2 separate regions of the Mus musculus genome follow, and region 2 is linked to region 1. The links are chromatin contacts, called in public Hi-C maps. All regions are on one chromosome and are shown on one strand. Each heading gives the region's core, a stretch centred on a gene start, on an enhancer-like site or on the middle of the called end of the contact. The rest is flanking DNA. Distances are from core to core; before and after follow the strand shown. Region 1 has its middle 13 kb from the start of Pttg1. Region 2 has its middle 20 kb from the start of C1qtnf2.

Region 1 (2,700 bases), core at 145-2,644:
GACCTCCAGTCCTCTAACAGAGGCCCCTTGTCACCCACAGAAAAGGATTAGGAACCAAGCAATTTGCAGGGGTTGAAGAGGGTATACCGCCCTCTGGTGGAATACTTGGGAATTGGTGCCCACATGCTATAGACCTTTGGTACTGGCAGCAAGTCATGTATTTTTTAGGATAGATCCTTCTTCAGCTGGCCACATCCCCAGTGGTGGGTGTGCAAGGATATGTCACCATGGCCAGCTTGGGTGAAATGGAAGCTCAAAAGTCAGGTCTTCACTTTACTGACTGAGCTATCTCCAGACCCAGGATTCTCACATGGGGCAGCTCCAAACACCAGGGCAGATTCTGAGAACTCCAGCCAACAGCATGAACACATAGCATTTACAGGAGAAAAAAAGTGAGACATAAAAAATAATTGGCTACACCTTAGTCGTCAGCCCGGAGCTCAGTTGCAACTTAGTTAATTGGCTGCAAGGCCTCGGTGATTGAATTCCACATTGGTTTGGTCCGGTCTGTTCCGCTCAAAACAAACAGCCAGCCAAATTACTTATCACAAAATATTTGTTACAGAAAGCATTGTGTCCGATAAACCCAGGAACCACTCTTGTAGAATAAAACCCAAAACCTATCCTGGGCTTTTCTTACAGCCAGCGGGGATATGGCCCTGGGGAGAATGGCTCACAATATCAAATGTCCTGTCAAGACGGATGTAGCAGAGATTACGTAACCAACTAGAATCTGAGCTTGCAGTCGTTAGAATACAAGTACAGCCACCTTACACACACTGTGGCCCCGCGATTCCAGGAGATGCCCGTGAAATGCCCTTGGTGCAGATCTGGTGAGAAAACAGATGCTCTGGAAAGGCTGGGCAGCGGCAGCGACATTCATCCCACCGCCCCAGGTTTATTTAAAGACATTTCAGTGGGGCTGTCGAGATGGCTCAGTGGTTAAGAGCACTGACTGCTTTTCCAGAGTACTGGGATTCAATTCCCAGCACCCACATGACAACTCAAAACTCTCTGTGACTCAAATATCCAACACCCGCACACAGACACAAAACATGCAAGCAAAACAACAATGTATATTTTTTTAAAAAGGTCAAATTTAAAGCATTTCTGTAAGCACCGCTAATTTTAAAAACAAGAGACAGTCTGGGTGTGGCAAAAAAACAAAAAACAAAAATGTGCCCGTCATCTTAGCACTTGGCAGAAGTCAAGATCTGGGAGTTCAAGGCTGGCCTCAGCTACACGTTTAAGGTGGGTCTGGGCTACGTGAGACCCGTGTTTTAAAAGACTATTTCTCAAGCAAAATGTAAGGCAGCCATCAAGCTAAACATGTCTCACATCACAGCTAAGACTGCAGAAAGAAAAGCAAATGAGCAAGAAATGAAGGGGGCGCCCTCTAGTGGCTGATTACACTATCACAAGAAGGCAGGTTCTGGAGATCGGAACAGAAGAGGACTTGGTGCTTGTCTTCAAGGGAAAGGGAAAACCGCCTGATGTAATGGACGGTTCGCCTGAAGTGGACACGTGGAAATGTGTTGTCCCTTCAGTGGATCTTTATAAAGGCATATAGTCTGGCTTTTCCCAAAGAAAGTGACTAATTCGAAATCAGACCATAAATCCCAGGCAGGTTCGGAATCTAACCGAAAGGTACAGACTGACAACCTGGGCATCTCCACTCTGCTGGGTGACAGGACCCTTTTAGAGTGGGAGCTGTGACGTTCGCCATTGTGCAGCCTTTACAGCACTTAGCAGATGGTTACCCACAGAGAAGACATCCCATCTTTTTTTATGATAAGAATAATTAGCATTTTAAAAATGATCAGTGTCCAGTGCTATCTTTTGCTGGTCTCAGTGACTGAATAAGGAAAGTAACAGTCTACAGATAAGGAAATTAGGTCTCAAGACGGCCAGTAACTTGCCTAAGATGACAATGGCAGAGTCTGTACCCAAACACTTAAGCCCGGGAGTCTATAGACCCTGAACTAACAATTCTCAAATGGGTTGATCTCACGAGTCTGTTACACTCTTTAAAATCCCACAATAAGGGCTGTGGGATGGCTCTGTCAGTGTGGTGCTTGCCTGCGAGCACAATGACCTGGGTTCAATCCCAATTTAAAAGGAAATAAAGGACTGAAAAGATGGGTCAGCCATTAAAAGGTAGGCTCACAACAAGAAAGAAAGGAAGGAAGGAAGGAAGGAAGGAAGGAAGGAAGAAAGAAAGAAAGAAAGAAAGAAAGAAAGAAAGAAAGAAAGAAAGAAAGAAAGAGAAAAGAAAGAGAAAAAAGAAAGAGAGAGAAAGAAAAAAAGAAAGAGGAAAGAAGGAAGGAAGGAAGGAAGGAAGGAAGGAAGGAAGGAAGGAAGGAAGGAAGAGGGAGGGAGGGAGGGAGGGAGGGAGGGAGGGAGGGAGGGAGGGAGGGAGGGAGGAAGGGAAGGAAGGGCTGGCTGGCAAGATGGCTCAGAGGGTAAGGGTACTTATCACCAAGACCGGATCTGAGTTTGATATTTAGGATCCATGAAGTAGAAGGAGACAGCCAATGTCATGCAGGTTTGTTCTCTGATCTCCTTAAGTAAAATAGTGGTACACATATCACACCATACCCATGCCCCACACACACACACACACACACACACGATACATGTAATTACTTGTAAATCCAGGCATGGTAGTGTGTTCTTTTCATCCCAGCATTGTAGACGCAG
Region 2 (2,993 bases), core at 311-2,810, 81 kb after region 1:
ATGAAGAGCAGGGTTTCACTGCGTGCCTGGTGGCAGGAATGAATAGCACTGAGATGAGTCTACCCTGGTCAGGTGTTTTCAGAATACAGGGCTAAAGAAGCCTCCATGCCAGAATGCGGTAAGCCCATGATCAACGCTTAGAGATTTTCCTATCTGATAGGGTCAAACATTCAAGCAGCTTGCGCTCACTGCCCCCTGGTGGATACTCATGGAACAACAGGTAGGGCATGGGCTGGTCCTGGGAAGCGTGGGCCCAGTGCTAACAAAATAAGGTTTATTTAATCATTCTCACTGAGTCCACCACAAATGCAATGGGGTGGGTAAGTGTCTAGAAACCAGGCAGTACTCTGTGGCCCAAACAGATCAACAGGTGGGCAGGGGTTCTGCCCGGGGTCCCCGCAGAAGGGTCAGCCTCTGAGATGGACTGGCACCTTCATTTGTAAACAGTTTTTTCTTTTCCTTTCTCTAAAAAAAAAATTTTTTTTAAACCAGGCATGATGATGAGAATCCCAGCACTCAGGAGGCAGAGGCAGGTGAATCTCTGTGAGTTGGAGGATAGCCTGATCTACATAACAAATGCCAGGCTAGCTAGGGCTACATGGTAAGACCCTCGTTCCTAGTCCTGTCTGTGGCTTCTTGAATGCCTTGAGAAGCTGGGCCTGTTTGCGGTCTTCCCTTTATGTAGGTACTGAAGAAGACCTAGAACTTGGTGAGCCTTTAATCCAAAGGCTCTCTCTCCTTCAATACACTCTTTGAAAAGCAGCTTCCCGCCTCACGGTTTTCGAGACAGGGTTTCTCTGTGCAGTCCTGCTGTCCTGGAACTTGCTCTGTCAACTGGGCTGGCCTGGAACTCAAAGAAGTCCGCCTGCTGGGATTAAGGCCTGTGCCACCAGACCCCAGTTCAGTGCATTCTTTGAAGGGCAGCTACCCCCTTCTGAAGCAGCCTGGAGAACCCCACCTCTGATCATGACAGTGCAGAGAGCTTCCAGCCCACACTGACAGACAGACCTTAGGTCTCCCCTGGCAAGTGCGTGTTGTACTCCGTTTACATAAGGGCTTTTCCTCTGCAGGTTGATGATCAAAATTATGGCAGGGGAGAAGTCTGACACCCATCTCAGACACAAATTTTAAAAGATGACCAAAGACTCAATAATATATACAGATAATATTTTAATAGAGAATGTTAGTAAATCAAGATTAATACAAAAACAAAGAGCAAAAGTCAAAGTTGGGATTGACAGGGCTGGAATTAGGGTGAGGTAAAGGAGAGACAGTGCGGGGGTGGGGGCGAGTCGGTTCTACAAGTACAGAATGCATCAAAGTTACATTGGAGGCTTGACAACCACCCCCCCAGCCTCCCCAGCTCCCCAGCCCCCCAGCCCCAACCCACTCTCTCCTATCCCCACCCCACTCTTCACCCCCACCATAATAGGAAGAAACGGCTTCCGGGCTGCATGTAATTCTTACTTGTGCCACTAGAGGGAGCACACCTACCGCACAAACCTCCAATAAGCCACAGGGGGCTGGAAAAACCAGCAGGCCTCTGCAGCAGACAGTTTCCTAGCCTCAGAGCCCAAGACAAAAGGGAGAGTCTCAGGCCAGGGTTCTAGGGTGGCTGTGATCTTGTGCTGGGAAAAAAGAAAAAGAAAGAAAAGGAATAAAATCAGTCTCACCTTTTCCAGACATCTGCACTTGGGACAGAGTTTTGAGCTCCCTGTTTGTGTCAGAGACCAGCCTGAGATGGGGCAGGAGTACCAGCTCTTGTTAAGCAAGAACGGGGTCCAGTCCTGAGTGTCTTGGGGTCCCCTGTGTGGTTTGGGTGATAACGTTTGTGACTTCAGCAAAATGAACGGCTGGGCCAGAAGATCTCAGGACCAATGTAGGCATCAAATGTTGATCTCTCTCTCTCTTCAAAGCAGTCAGGAAAGGACGACAACACACGCACAATGAGTAGCATTGCTGAGGGAATCAGCCAGCGTCTAAATCTCCACACTCAGGCCTCTGCTTCTACTGAAGACGTGTGTGTGTGTGTGTGTGTGTGTGTGTGTGTGTGTGTGTGTGTACACGCATGCACACACTGAGGCCAGAGAAAAATAGCGGGTGTCCTGATTTACCATTTCTCATCTTATTCCCTTGAGTCCGAATCTGTCACTGAACTTGGATCTCTGCTGATGACTGACAATCCCCAGCAATCCTCCTGTCTCTGTCCCCAATAGAACTAGAGTGACAGACTTGTGTTCATGCATGCCAGGCTTGTATGTGAGTTTGGGGAAAATCTGTATTTAGGGCCTTTTCTGCCCCTAACCTGCTTTTCTGGCCAATGCTTTTACACACTGAGCCATCTTCCCACCCCTCAGTGAAGACTTCTGTTATAACAAATCACTGTCAAATCTCCTGAGCTACACTAGAAATGGCGGCAACGTTTACTGAACACTGGCAGCAGGCCGCCTTTGATGTGTGCGGACTGCTCCACAGTTCACACTATTGTCAGCAGCTTCCAAGACCACCAACCTCACTTCATAGACACGGGGAAGCAGAGACCACAGATAGGGGGCCCCTGTGAGCAGGTCTGTCTACCCCATGCTTCCCAGCGGGAGGAGCCTGATAAACCAGAACTGTCTAGGCTTTGACAAGTTTCTGAGTAGGATAGAGTTGGTTCCGAGGGGGTCTCAGGTCAGACCTTTGAAGCCATTTGGTACCACAACCTACCCAGGCTTTCAGAGCAGTGGCTCGCCTCTCCTTGGGACCCTCTGATTCCATAGTCTGAGAGTCACAGACCCAGCTCCTTGCACATGGGTCTGATGACAGGAGACCCTACGTTAGTGTAGCTCCCTCACTCTTCAAGAGCTATACCCTTTCCCTGCTGTAGAAACAGAAGCCTAAAAAGAACTTTCCAGAAAAGGCCACAGATAGCTCAGGGAAAATGCCACACCCTCCCCCACCCCACATTTAAGACATTCTTCATCTACTTCCTAATTTTTTCCCCTCACATT

Evidence for each region. A called contact is a pair of places that touch in the nucleus more often than the background predicts.
Region 2: a contact with region 1 is called in a Hi-C map of the N1E-115 cell line, with 6 times the contacts expected there. The contact joins two enhancer-like sites. A contact is called at or near these places in 2 of 39 promoter capture datasets (embryonic stem cells and stem cell-derived epiblast-like cells), 1 of 15 datasets of contacts at CTCF or cohesin (embryonic stem cells), 3 of 484 Hi-C or Micro-C datasets (the N1E-115 cell line, embryonic stem cells and uterus), 3 of 115 datasets of contacts at active chromatin or transcription factors (bone marrow-derived macrophages and embryonic stem cells) and 3 of 9 other capture datasets (adipose tissue, liver and pancreatic islet).

What each region holds. Positions count from the first base shown.
Region 1 is chr11:43,411,562-43,414,261 of GRCm38.p6, forward strand. No RefSeq gene overlaps it. Among named protein-coding and RNA genes, the nearest start is that of Pttg1, 13 kb to the right of the region's middle. Within about 2 kb of position 1,395, at least 34 of the 459 cell types and tissues checked have an H3K27ac peak or open chromatin away from gene starts, as enhancers often do. A contact at or near this core is called in the N1E-115 cell line, where this site is marked.
Region 2 is chr11:43,492,686-43,495,678 of GRCm38.p6, forward strand. No RefSeq gene overlaps it. Among named protein-coding and RNA genes, the nearest start is that of C1qtnf2, 20 kb to the left of the region's middle. Within about 2 kb of position 1,561, at least 52 of the 459 cell types and tissues checked have an H3K27ac peak or open chromatin away from gene starts, as enhancers often do. A contact at or near this core is called in the N1E-115 cell line, where this site is marked.